Regions from separate parts of the Sus scrofa genome. Here all the other regions are linked to region 1. The links are chromatin contacts, called in public Hi-C and targeted proximity ligation maps. All regions are on one chromosome and are shown on one strand. The core of a region is the stretch at or near the end of the contact, and the rest is flanking DNA. Distances in the headings are between cores, read along the strand shown.

The links. A called contact is a pair of places that touch in the nucleus more often than the background predicts.
Region 2: a targeted proximity ligation map of skeletal muscle shows a contact between it and region 1. A contact is called at or near these places in 4 of 47 Hi-C or Micro-C datasets (embryonic fibroblasts, epiblast stem cells, heart right ventricle and 1 more) and 2 of 2 datasets of targeted methods (alveolar macrophages and skeletal muscle).
Region 3: a Hi-C map of liver shows a contact between it and region 1, with 1.7 times the contacts expected there. A contact is called at or near these places in 5 of 47 Hi-C or Micro-C datasets (embryonic fibroblasts, heart right ventricle, liver and 2 more) and 1 of 2 datasets of targeted methods (skeletal muscle).

The regions. Positions count from the first base shown.
Region 1 is chr3:97,376,039-97,379,222 of Sscrofa11.1, forward strand. No RefSeq gene overlaps it. Among named protein-coding and RNA genes, the nearest start is that of ZFP36L2, 180 kb to the left of the region's middle.
Region 2 is chr3:97,532,299-97,535,482 of Sscrofa11.1, forward strand. All of the region lies in intron 2 of LOC106509843 (a long non-coding RNA gene), which reads right to left. Among named protein-coding and RNA genes, the nearest start is that of TRNAI-UAU, 34 kb to the right of the region's middle.
Region 3 is chr3:97,510,558-97,513,741 of Sscrofa11.1, forward strand. The region is part of intron 2 of LOC106509843 (a long non-coding RNA gene); the gene reads right to left. Among named protein-coding and RNA genes, the nearest start is that of TRNAI-UAU, 55 kb to the right of the region's middle.

The DNA of each region.
Region 1 (3,184 bases), core at 238-2,737:
CTCTGTCATCCCCTCGCCTTTGATGCTTTGATCTCCCGCCTTCCTCTTCTAGGACCCCTGTGATGACATTAGACCAACCCCAATAACCCAAGGTAATCTCCCCACCTCGTGATTCTTCACTTAATTACACCTGCAAAGTCCTACATAAAGTGACATGGACAGATTCCAGGGACTGGGACATGTACATTTTGCGGGGGTGGGAGGCGTTATTCAGCCTTCCACTATTCAGGTGGTGGGGGCTGATGGTGGAAAAGAAGAGGGAACGGAGGAGTTGAGCGAGAGAGTTCACCCGGAAACAACTGAGAAAGGAAGGAGGGGGGTGGGGCGGTCATCCAGAGGAAGACCCAGCCTGGCTGCAGAGAGGTGGCTTTGCGATTTTTTTTTTTCCTGTTGTATCTCTTCTCCCTCCTTCCTAAGCCTAATTGAAAATTTAGAAACACAGCCCATGTTGTTGATTCCATAAATTACTGCTTCCCCTGACTCATGATATCCACCCACCCAGGGGTGTTCCAAGCTATGTGAGCTGAAATCTGCTTTTATTTTTTAAAATTTATTTTTGGTTGTGCCCATGGCATGCAGGAGTTCCGGGGTCAGAAGCTGAACCTGCACCACAGCAGTGACAACACCAGATTCTTAGCCCGCTGAGCAACCAGAGAACTGTATTTTTATTTTAAGTTTTTTTTTTTTTTTTTTTTTTTTTTTTTTTTTTTGCTTTTTAGGGCTGCACCCATGGTATATGGAAGTTCCCAGGCTAGGGGTCCAATCATAGCTTCATCTGCCAGCCTACACCACAGCCACAGCAAGGCCAGGTCTTTAACCTACTGAGCAAGGCCAGGGATCAAACCCACATCCTCATGGATGCTAGTTGGGTTCATAATCTGCTGAGCCACAACAGGAACTCCAAAATCTGCATTTTAAAAAGATTATCATTTTATTTCCAGTGACACGTTCTCCTTAATTAAAAAACGAAGCTTATTATATTATTAACGTTTCAGGTTCAGATATTAATGTCTATCTTAGGAAGGTAATAGTTTAATCCACATCCCTCAACCTCCATATCCACTCGCTGTCTTCTAAGCAATTTTTCTTTTTGTGCAACTGACTTTCATTCTTCCGCTGATTTTACATATATCTTAATTTTCCCCTTAGTTTTACTGAGATACAATTGACAAGGGATCTACACTTTTAAACCACAAGGAAAAAAAAAAAAAAAAAGCCAGAGCTACCAAGAATAATATTTTATTGACTTGGAACGAGGACTGGAATCTGTATTTTTAACTGACTAGGTGATTTTGATGATCAGACAGTTTGAGGTGGTTCCCCACCCCCTTTCCTCCTTCTTGTCCCTTCAGTAAACTGTTTTTCAACTTTGTTTTTCAGTGAAAACCATTTCCTCCTCCCCGTGGACTTGATCCAGAGGCTGCGCCCATCTCTCCCACGTCAACAGTCCTGTGTCCTTGACGGAGGACAGTGCTCTCATTCTGGGCCTTTCCCTTCTTCCTCAGCCAAATCCCTGCTTCTGTAGCTCCGTGCAGCTCATAAAAAGCTCAGCTCCCTGCTGCAGGGAGAGCTCCGGCCCGCTGCCATTCTCGGGCGGATGAGTGGAATCTGCAGCTTCCCGCCTCCTCCGCTTGCATTTTCCCAGAGCAGCCAACTCAGCCCCAGGCCTCAGGGGTCCCTGGGAGGCGGGATCCAGTCCTGACCAGGTTCCAGAGCCAGACAGCCCTGAGAGAACCTGCAGCAAGGCAAGAGCTGGGTGCTTCCTGAGGAAAGAAAAGTTTTCCCGGGGGAGGATTTGAGTTGATCTGGGACAAAAAGCACTTACTGGCCCGGGAGGGTGGAACGGGGGGCCCTGTGCTGAGTGGAGGCGGGTGGCTGTATTTCCCTGGCTCGCAGGCCTCTTGTCGGGTGGGATCAGCTGCCCCAGCCAGTAGCCACCTGGCCCAACTTCGGGAGATGTGGAGAATGAATTTCACAGTGGTTTCCACGGGGCTATGGCACTGAAACAGCTGCAGGAGGGGACACAGCTGGCGCGGCCCCCATCCCTTCCTGCGGGCTGCTCTAGAGGGATGTCACCCCCTCCCCCCATGGGGAGAGAGAGGGTCCCACCTGCTGTGGTTCCAGGGGCCGTGGGAAGGTACCTCTAAGCTAAAACCCTACTTTTGAGGACACAAGTTGGTCTTTATGAACATAAAACCCCATCATCACTTATTCCAGTGGCTTCCAAACCTGGCTAAGCATCAGGATCACCCAGGATGTTTATTTAAAAATAAAGACAAATAAAATAATGAGTTTGGGAACTCTTCCCAGACTTAGGGAATCAGAATCCTTTGCATAGAGCTGAGGCTGGAATCAGCATGAATCCACTTAATCAGACAATTTTCCTGATTCCAGAAGGTTGAGCCCCTAGAATGAAATTGTGAAGAAGGAGAATATTTAGCCACTATTCGGATGCATATCTATGTGCCAGAGAATTGCTGACTTCTCATACGTTATCTTATTTATTTATTTACTGCTTTTTAGGGCCAGCCATACCCTTGGCACATGAAGTTCCAAGGCTAGGAATCGAATCAGAGCTACAGCTGCAGGCCTACACCATAGCCACAGCCACACTGGCTCCTAGCCGCGTCTGCAACCTACATCAAAGCTCACGGCAACGCCAGATCCTCAACCCACAGAGCAAGGCCAGGGATCAAACCTGCAACCCCATGGTCACTAGTCAGCTTCATTTCCGCTGTGCCACAATGGGAACTTGGCATATGTCATCTTATTTAATCATCAAAACAAAGGTCTGTCCAGCGCGGGTCCCCGTTTTGCTGATGAGGATGTGGGAGCTCAAAGAGGTCACATAGCTCAGAAGAGGCCAAGCTGGATCTCGGATCCAGATGTTTCTCAAAGAGGTCACACAGCTCAGAAGAGGCCGAGCTGGAACTCAGACCCATCTTTCTCTTAGCATCTCTGCCATAAAGGGATAATATGAAACCTAGGCTCCACTTTGAGAGTTAGGACAGCATGTGACCAAATGGTGACATCAATGCCATGTGCCTCCGAAACACTTGTCTCTGGCGGGTTCAGTTCCCCCATAAGCACCCCCGCATGTTGGTTCACCAAGCACTCACGGACACTGAGGTGGTCAGGACACAGCCCCCATCAAGATGGGATGGGTCATGGGAAGGACAGAGGG
Region 2 (3,184 bases), core at 258-2,757, 160 kb after region 1:
TACAGCCAAGCAGCGAGGAGGAAAGGCTGTTGAGCCTGACAATTAGACAGTTATGTGGTTTGAGCCAGGAAGGCAGTGTCTGGTTGAACCTGGTGAGGGCTGGGAGCTGGTGTTCTTCTTAAATTCTAAAGTAAGCCTCCTTCCAGAGTACAGGGTTATCCCCTGGGTCCTCCTGTCCCCACCCCCAGACTCACAGCTCCCCACTCCTCCCGAGGCACAGGCCCACAAGAGAAGGAAAGGAGGCCTGAGCCTGCCCCAGAGCTTTCCAAGACAGGTGGCCGGGAGGTGCACCCACCACCAAGGGACAGCCACCAGCCTCGGGATGAATTCAACTGCAAGTTAAATATCACAGGGAGATCAGAAGGATGGGTTCTGAGCGTGGGAGCCAGGAGCCAGGCACTCCCAAGGCGCTGCAGGCAGGGGCAGGGTTGACTGACATCCTTCTGCTCCTCGCCTTCCTCCTACACCCACACTCCCTGGCCAAAAGGAAGAGCAGGCCCCAAATCCGCTCAGGTCACAGAGAGACAAAGGGACGACCGTGAATGTCACCTGGCCACAGAAACCAGAGACAAACGGACAGCTTCCCCTGACCACCCCAACTGACGGTCAGCTTTGAAGGCCAGACAAAATCACCATGGGAACAACCCAGAGCCATAAAAAATAAGCTTTCAGGCAAAGCACTGTCGTCTATTTCTCTATGTTTATCCAAATATCCACTGACTTATCATTCAGCCGGCACCAGAGATTTAAAGCAATCTTACTGGAGGAAAACTCAAGAGGGCAAAATGCCAAACTGTTAACGTGATATTTTCTGGCAGATCAGGACAAGGCAGCCAAGATTTGGTCTGAGCTGTGAGAAGACATCTGTTTTGGGTAATGAGTGCAGAGATCCCTCAGGCATGAGACTTTGGGCCCACTGTCCTAACAGTCCACTACTACTGCCGGGTCATTCAGATATGAGGGACACCTACCATCGGGGCCATCCCCTCCAGGACAGCTGGCCATGGGCTTCTAAAGCTTTTCCAGCAGTGGGAGGGGTCTACACGGAGCCTCCTGGACTCTCCGGTCCAACCCCGATGGGTTCTGGCCAGGGTCAGGGAAACACTCTATGAAGTGAGATTGGGGACCACAGAGACCACCAGGCCCCTCCCCAGCCGAAATCAGCACCTCTTTTTCTTCCCAGCAGACCCAAGCACTCAGCCTGACTCCCGACCCCCACCCTGGCAGGCATGCCCCTCTCATCCTCCCCCCACTGTTGGGTTCCTTTTCCAGAAATCTGCTTGTGCAGCAGGAAATGGCTTCTCAGGCTCCCTCCCTCTTCCAGCATCCCCCAAACAAGCCCACAGAGCATCTTTTCACTGTGAAGGTTCACTGCCAGTACTGAGAGAAAACAGAGCGGGGATGATAAAATTCACAACCGCAGGGAAAGGGACCAAGGCCTGGGCAGCCTTCCTCCGCTGTTTTACAGTCACAGTCCTTGGCTGGCCAGTGTTAATGCTCCTTTTGCCCCAAAGCCAATCATCCTCCCTTTTAACCTTCGCCCTCCTTCCCTCCTTCCTCAAACCTCCTCCCCCAGGCACTTTAGCTGCCAACAACTTACTTTCCCAACTTTGATTTACCTCCACCAGAGGGAATACAAAGTTAGATCCAGAGCCACCCCCATACTTTCTTTAAAAGTAACCTACACTCAGCCAGCAGAACTCTTAGATTCAGAGGTAAACACTCAAACCCACCCAGTCTGAGACAGACAAAGGCACAAAGACACACATTCATAGGAGTTCCTCTTGTGGCGCAAGGGAAACGAATGCAACTAGGAATCATGAGGTTGTGGGTTCGATCCCTGGCCTCGTTCAGTGGGTTAAGGACCTGGCGTGGCTGTGGTATAGGTTGGCAGCTGTAGCTCTGATTCGACCCCTAGCCTGGGAATCTCCATATGCCCCGGGTGTGGCCCTAAAAAGCAAAAAAAAAAAAAAAAAAAGACACACATCCATATACTCAGAGACAAAGCAGAGGGGCCCACGCCAGACACCCCACACTCCACACACTCCCCCACAATCAGAACTGAGCCACTCACACCGTCAGGCACGCACACCAGGAGGCTGCCCTGCCCTTTGAGCCACTTAGAGTTTCTTTTGAGGAAAAACACTCTGCTCCAAAGAAGGTCCTTGACAGGGCTGGTTGTGTGTGTGTGTTTTCCCAGAGCGACTGGATAAATTGCTTTTGTGCAAAAATAAACACAAGTGAACTGCATTAGCTGAGCGAGTGACACATTAGTTACAGATGCGGGGCCTGTCAGAACATTGAAGGAACAGCTTTTATTGGGGAAGGGCTGAGAGACTCATAAATAACCGGTTGGCAATCTCACATAAACATTTGTGCATTCACATAAACACCGCCTACCACAAACGCTGGCCTGGCTGCCAGCACAGCCTGGAAGAGCCCTCTCCCCCTGTCCTCAGAGCAGAACTGGGAGGGAGGTGGGGGAAGGGTCACAGGCACCTCTTCTCCCAGAGTCCCAACACCCTGGCCAGGCTCCTGTCCCGGGGGGTTGGAGGAAGGGATCCAAGCTCCATCCTGAACGTCGGCCAGAGAATGAGGGTCAAGGCCCAGCCACGACAGGACAACAGGTCCGATTTCCTCCCTCTGCTTAGGACAGGACAGATGAGGGGATGTTGTTGAACAGGGGGCTGTGTAATTAAATGAAGCCAAGTAAGGAGTTTAAAAAGACAGTGCCCCGGAGTTCCCGTCGTGGCGCAGTGGTTAACGAATCTGACTAGGAACCAAGAGGTTGCGGGTTCCATCCCTGGCCTTGCTCAGTGGGTTAAGGGTTGCTGTGAGCTGTGGTGTGGGTCGCAGACGTGGCTCGGATCCCAAGTTGCTACAGCTCCAATTAGACCCTAGCCTGGGAACCTCCATATGCTGTGGGAGCAGCTCAAGAAAAGGCAAAAACACAAAAAAAAGACAATGCCTTGGAGTTCCTGTCGTGGCTCAGAGGAAATGAATCTGACTAGCATCCATGAGCACATAAGTTCGATCCCTGGCTTTGCTCATTGGGTTAAGGATCTGGTATTCATTGCTGTCAGCTGTGGTGTAGGTTGCAGACACAGCTGGGATCCCGAGTGGCTGTGGTGTAGGCCAGTGGCTACAGCTCCAATTCTACCCCTTAGCCTGGGAACCTCCATAT
Region 3 (3,184 bases), core at 249-2,748, 130 kb after region 1:
TGGGCATGTCTACAGAGAGCGGATAGTGGATAGCCATATAGCAATTAGTTTAGAAAATGTCTTTATTCCAAATCGAGGAGAACTCCTTAGTACAATGTTCAGAAGTTGTGCCTTTCCTATCCTATTAAAACCCAAGGCTGAAAGTAGAACGACACCTACCACAGCAGTGGCAGAAAGAAGGTTCTTGGCAAGGCCAGCTTCATTAGCAGAATGTACACTGGCTGAGAGCCCCACCCACTACTTTCAGTCTCCAAATAAGCCTGTGGTAAAGCAAACAGCAAAGAGACAGTGCTATGAAACCAGGCGGGCTGAACGCTGTATTCTAAGTCTTGGGAAATTAGAAAAACTAGTTCTTGGGCTTCGAGTCCTAAAAAGAAAGGGAGCGGCTGTCATGGAACCAACTGGGACTCCAAATGGTTTGGAACAAGAGGAGGACTGGAAGAAAGAGTAGAACCCAGATACTGCCTGAGACCATAGAGGGATGGACTGGAACATTCCTTTCTCAATCTCTTGTTGAGGAGGGACGGAAATTAAAAGCAGATGCATACTCTATATTGTCTGAGATTGCTGTGGATGTGACAGCCTAAATGTTCAGAAAACCATATACAGTTCATCTGCACTATAGGTTAGGCTTTTCTCAACACGTCCCTTTTGCTGCCCTTACTAAGTTCTGTGTAAACCTCCCGTCGACAGTGTAGGAGACACAGGGGGGCCCACCTAACCATCTCAGGTGAAGACGCTGGGTCTGGAGCGGGAAGCCCTGTTAGAGCCACACGTCAGGGCAGGGGGCCAGGGCCCGGCCCACTCCCATCCGGGGTCGCCCGGCTGTGCCACGCAATATGTAGTTTGTAGGTTTTGTTTATCCTCTTAAGCTGGCCTTTCCTTGTTTCTAGAAAAAGATAAACACACCCTGAAAACTCATCTGCTGCTCATTAGAGGGGGTAAAAAAGAGACACAGGATTCTGAATTTCATTTTGCAAATGGCCAGAAAGGTGTCCATTGAAATGAATAATTATTTCTGGTTGAGAGGACAGGATACCCTTCTCTAGCACGTCCAAGCCCTTCCTGGGTGCTCTCAGGCCTGAAAGAGCGGGGCTCCTCTCCTCCCTGCCCAGTCTCCCAAGGAAGATCAGAACCCCACGCCTCAGAGCACTACCAGCGTTGGCCTCTGAGCACATGACCAGCGCCATCCAGGCCTCTCCTGCTGGCCCTTGCAGGGCAGTGAGGGCTCTGAAAGGCCCCAGCCAAACCCTGGACTCCGGCGACATCCTCTCTTGGCCCCAGAGGCCAGAAGGGCAGCCGAGGGGAAGCAGAAACAGGCTGTTGGTTTTTCTGCCACTGCTTTGATTTTTTGTTTTTCCAAGAAGAAAACACTCAGCCCCGATCCCGGGGGAAGCGGGGAGGACAGAGCGAAGGCTATTTCTGAGCCTCTGCCTCCCCCAAAGGAAGGGTGTGAACAGTGCAAAAAGAGTCCAGCCCTGGCTTCCTGGAATCGAGCATGTGGGCAGGGTTCTGCAGTTTGCAACGATGCTTTGATGACTTTATCTCATTGGGGGGCCTCACAGTAACCCTGGTGGGTGAGAGTGGAAAGGGGTTGTTACCCCCACTTGACTAGTGAGGAAACCGAAGCTCTGGGGTGGTAACTAACCGCTGAGAAAGAGCCGAAGTTCAGATCCTAGGGCAGGCCCTCTGACTGCAAACCTCCTGCCTCATCCCCACTCCCATGTGCCTCTGGACAGGGGCGATTCACACGCCCGTGCCCAGGCTCTGCAGCCCAGCGTCCCGGACGAGACCTCTCTGAGAGTGATAAGAATCAACACCCTGCCCCAGTCCTGCCACCATGTGACTGCGTGGTCTTGGGCATATTCCTGCTCCCTCCTGGCCCCAGTTTCTTCATTTGCAAGTGGTGATAACAGTCCTTTCTGTGTCCACCTCTATCCATTGATGAGAGGATCGAATAAGACACCCTATGGGAAATGGCTTTGCAAGTTCTAGCATATTCTACCAACACAGGTAGTACTACCTTCATGATGGGAGCGAGCAGAAAGGCTCCCTGCCTCAAATTATCTCCCTGCCCTCCCTTCATTGGCATTCAGCTTCTAGTGAGTCTTTCCTCTTGGTAAAGGGCAGATCCACCTGGAAAGGCACGCATCTCCAACCATTATCAGTCATGAGTTTCACAGAGGAAATGAGTTTATCAGCCACCCAGGGCTTGGAGGGGGGCAGGAGCTAGAGCAGAGGGCGTCCAGTGCCTACCTGAATAAAAGCAGGAGATGGGAGTTCCTGTCGTGGCTCAGTGGAAATGAATCTGACTAGCGTCCATGAGGTTGCAGGTTTGATCTCTGGCCTCGCTCAGTGGGTTAAGGATCTGGCATTGCCATGAGCTGTGGTGTAGGTCGCAGATGCGACTCAGATCCCGCCTTGCTATGGCTGTGGTATAGGGCGGCAGCTACAGCTCTGATTCAACCCCTAGCCTGGGAACCTCCATATGTCATGGGTGTGGCCCTAAAAAGACAAAACAAAACAAACAAACAAAAAAAAACCAAGAGATGGTCACAGGCCTGGGAAGCTTTTTTCAGTTCTGCGCTCTGAGGGTTCTGAGAAAGGGGCGGACTGAAGATAGGAAAGAGCTCTCCTCCTCCCCAACACCCTCACCCCTGCTAACACAACCCCCCGCAGAAGTGCCTGGGGCCTCAGCAGGGCAGGAAGTGTTCCTGGACCAGGGTCCTCTTCCCTGACCCCCAGCCCAGCAAGGACACCCTATGGGGGGCAGAGCAGTGTGCAACCACTCAGACCTACCCTTCCACAGGAGCCCAGCTGGGAGCAAGAAGACCCAGGACGTCCCCCCAGATCCTCCCATTTCTGTCCTCGATCTGCCCAGAGACACAAGCCAGACAGACGCACGCCTGTGCCCATTCTGGGCTGCACCCTTTTCTGCTACAACTGTAATGGGTGGCTCAGGCCAGCTAGAGACAAAGCAACATGCAGGGTGGGTTTCCCAGCTCCAGCAGAGCTCCCCTCCCTCAGCCGCCCCCCCCCACCCCCGCAACTCCTTTCTATACCCCTAATCCACCTCCAAGAACCTCTCCTCTCTTCCCAGAGTCCCCGATATCTTCCTGCAACCCTGGCTCTGGTGGTCACAAGGGACTCAGTACACAAGGTCTTCTCGGCTTAATGTGGGACC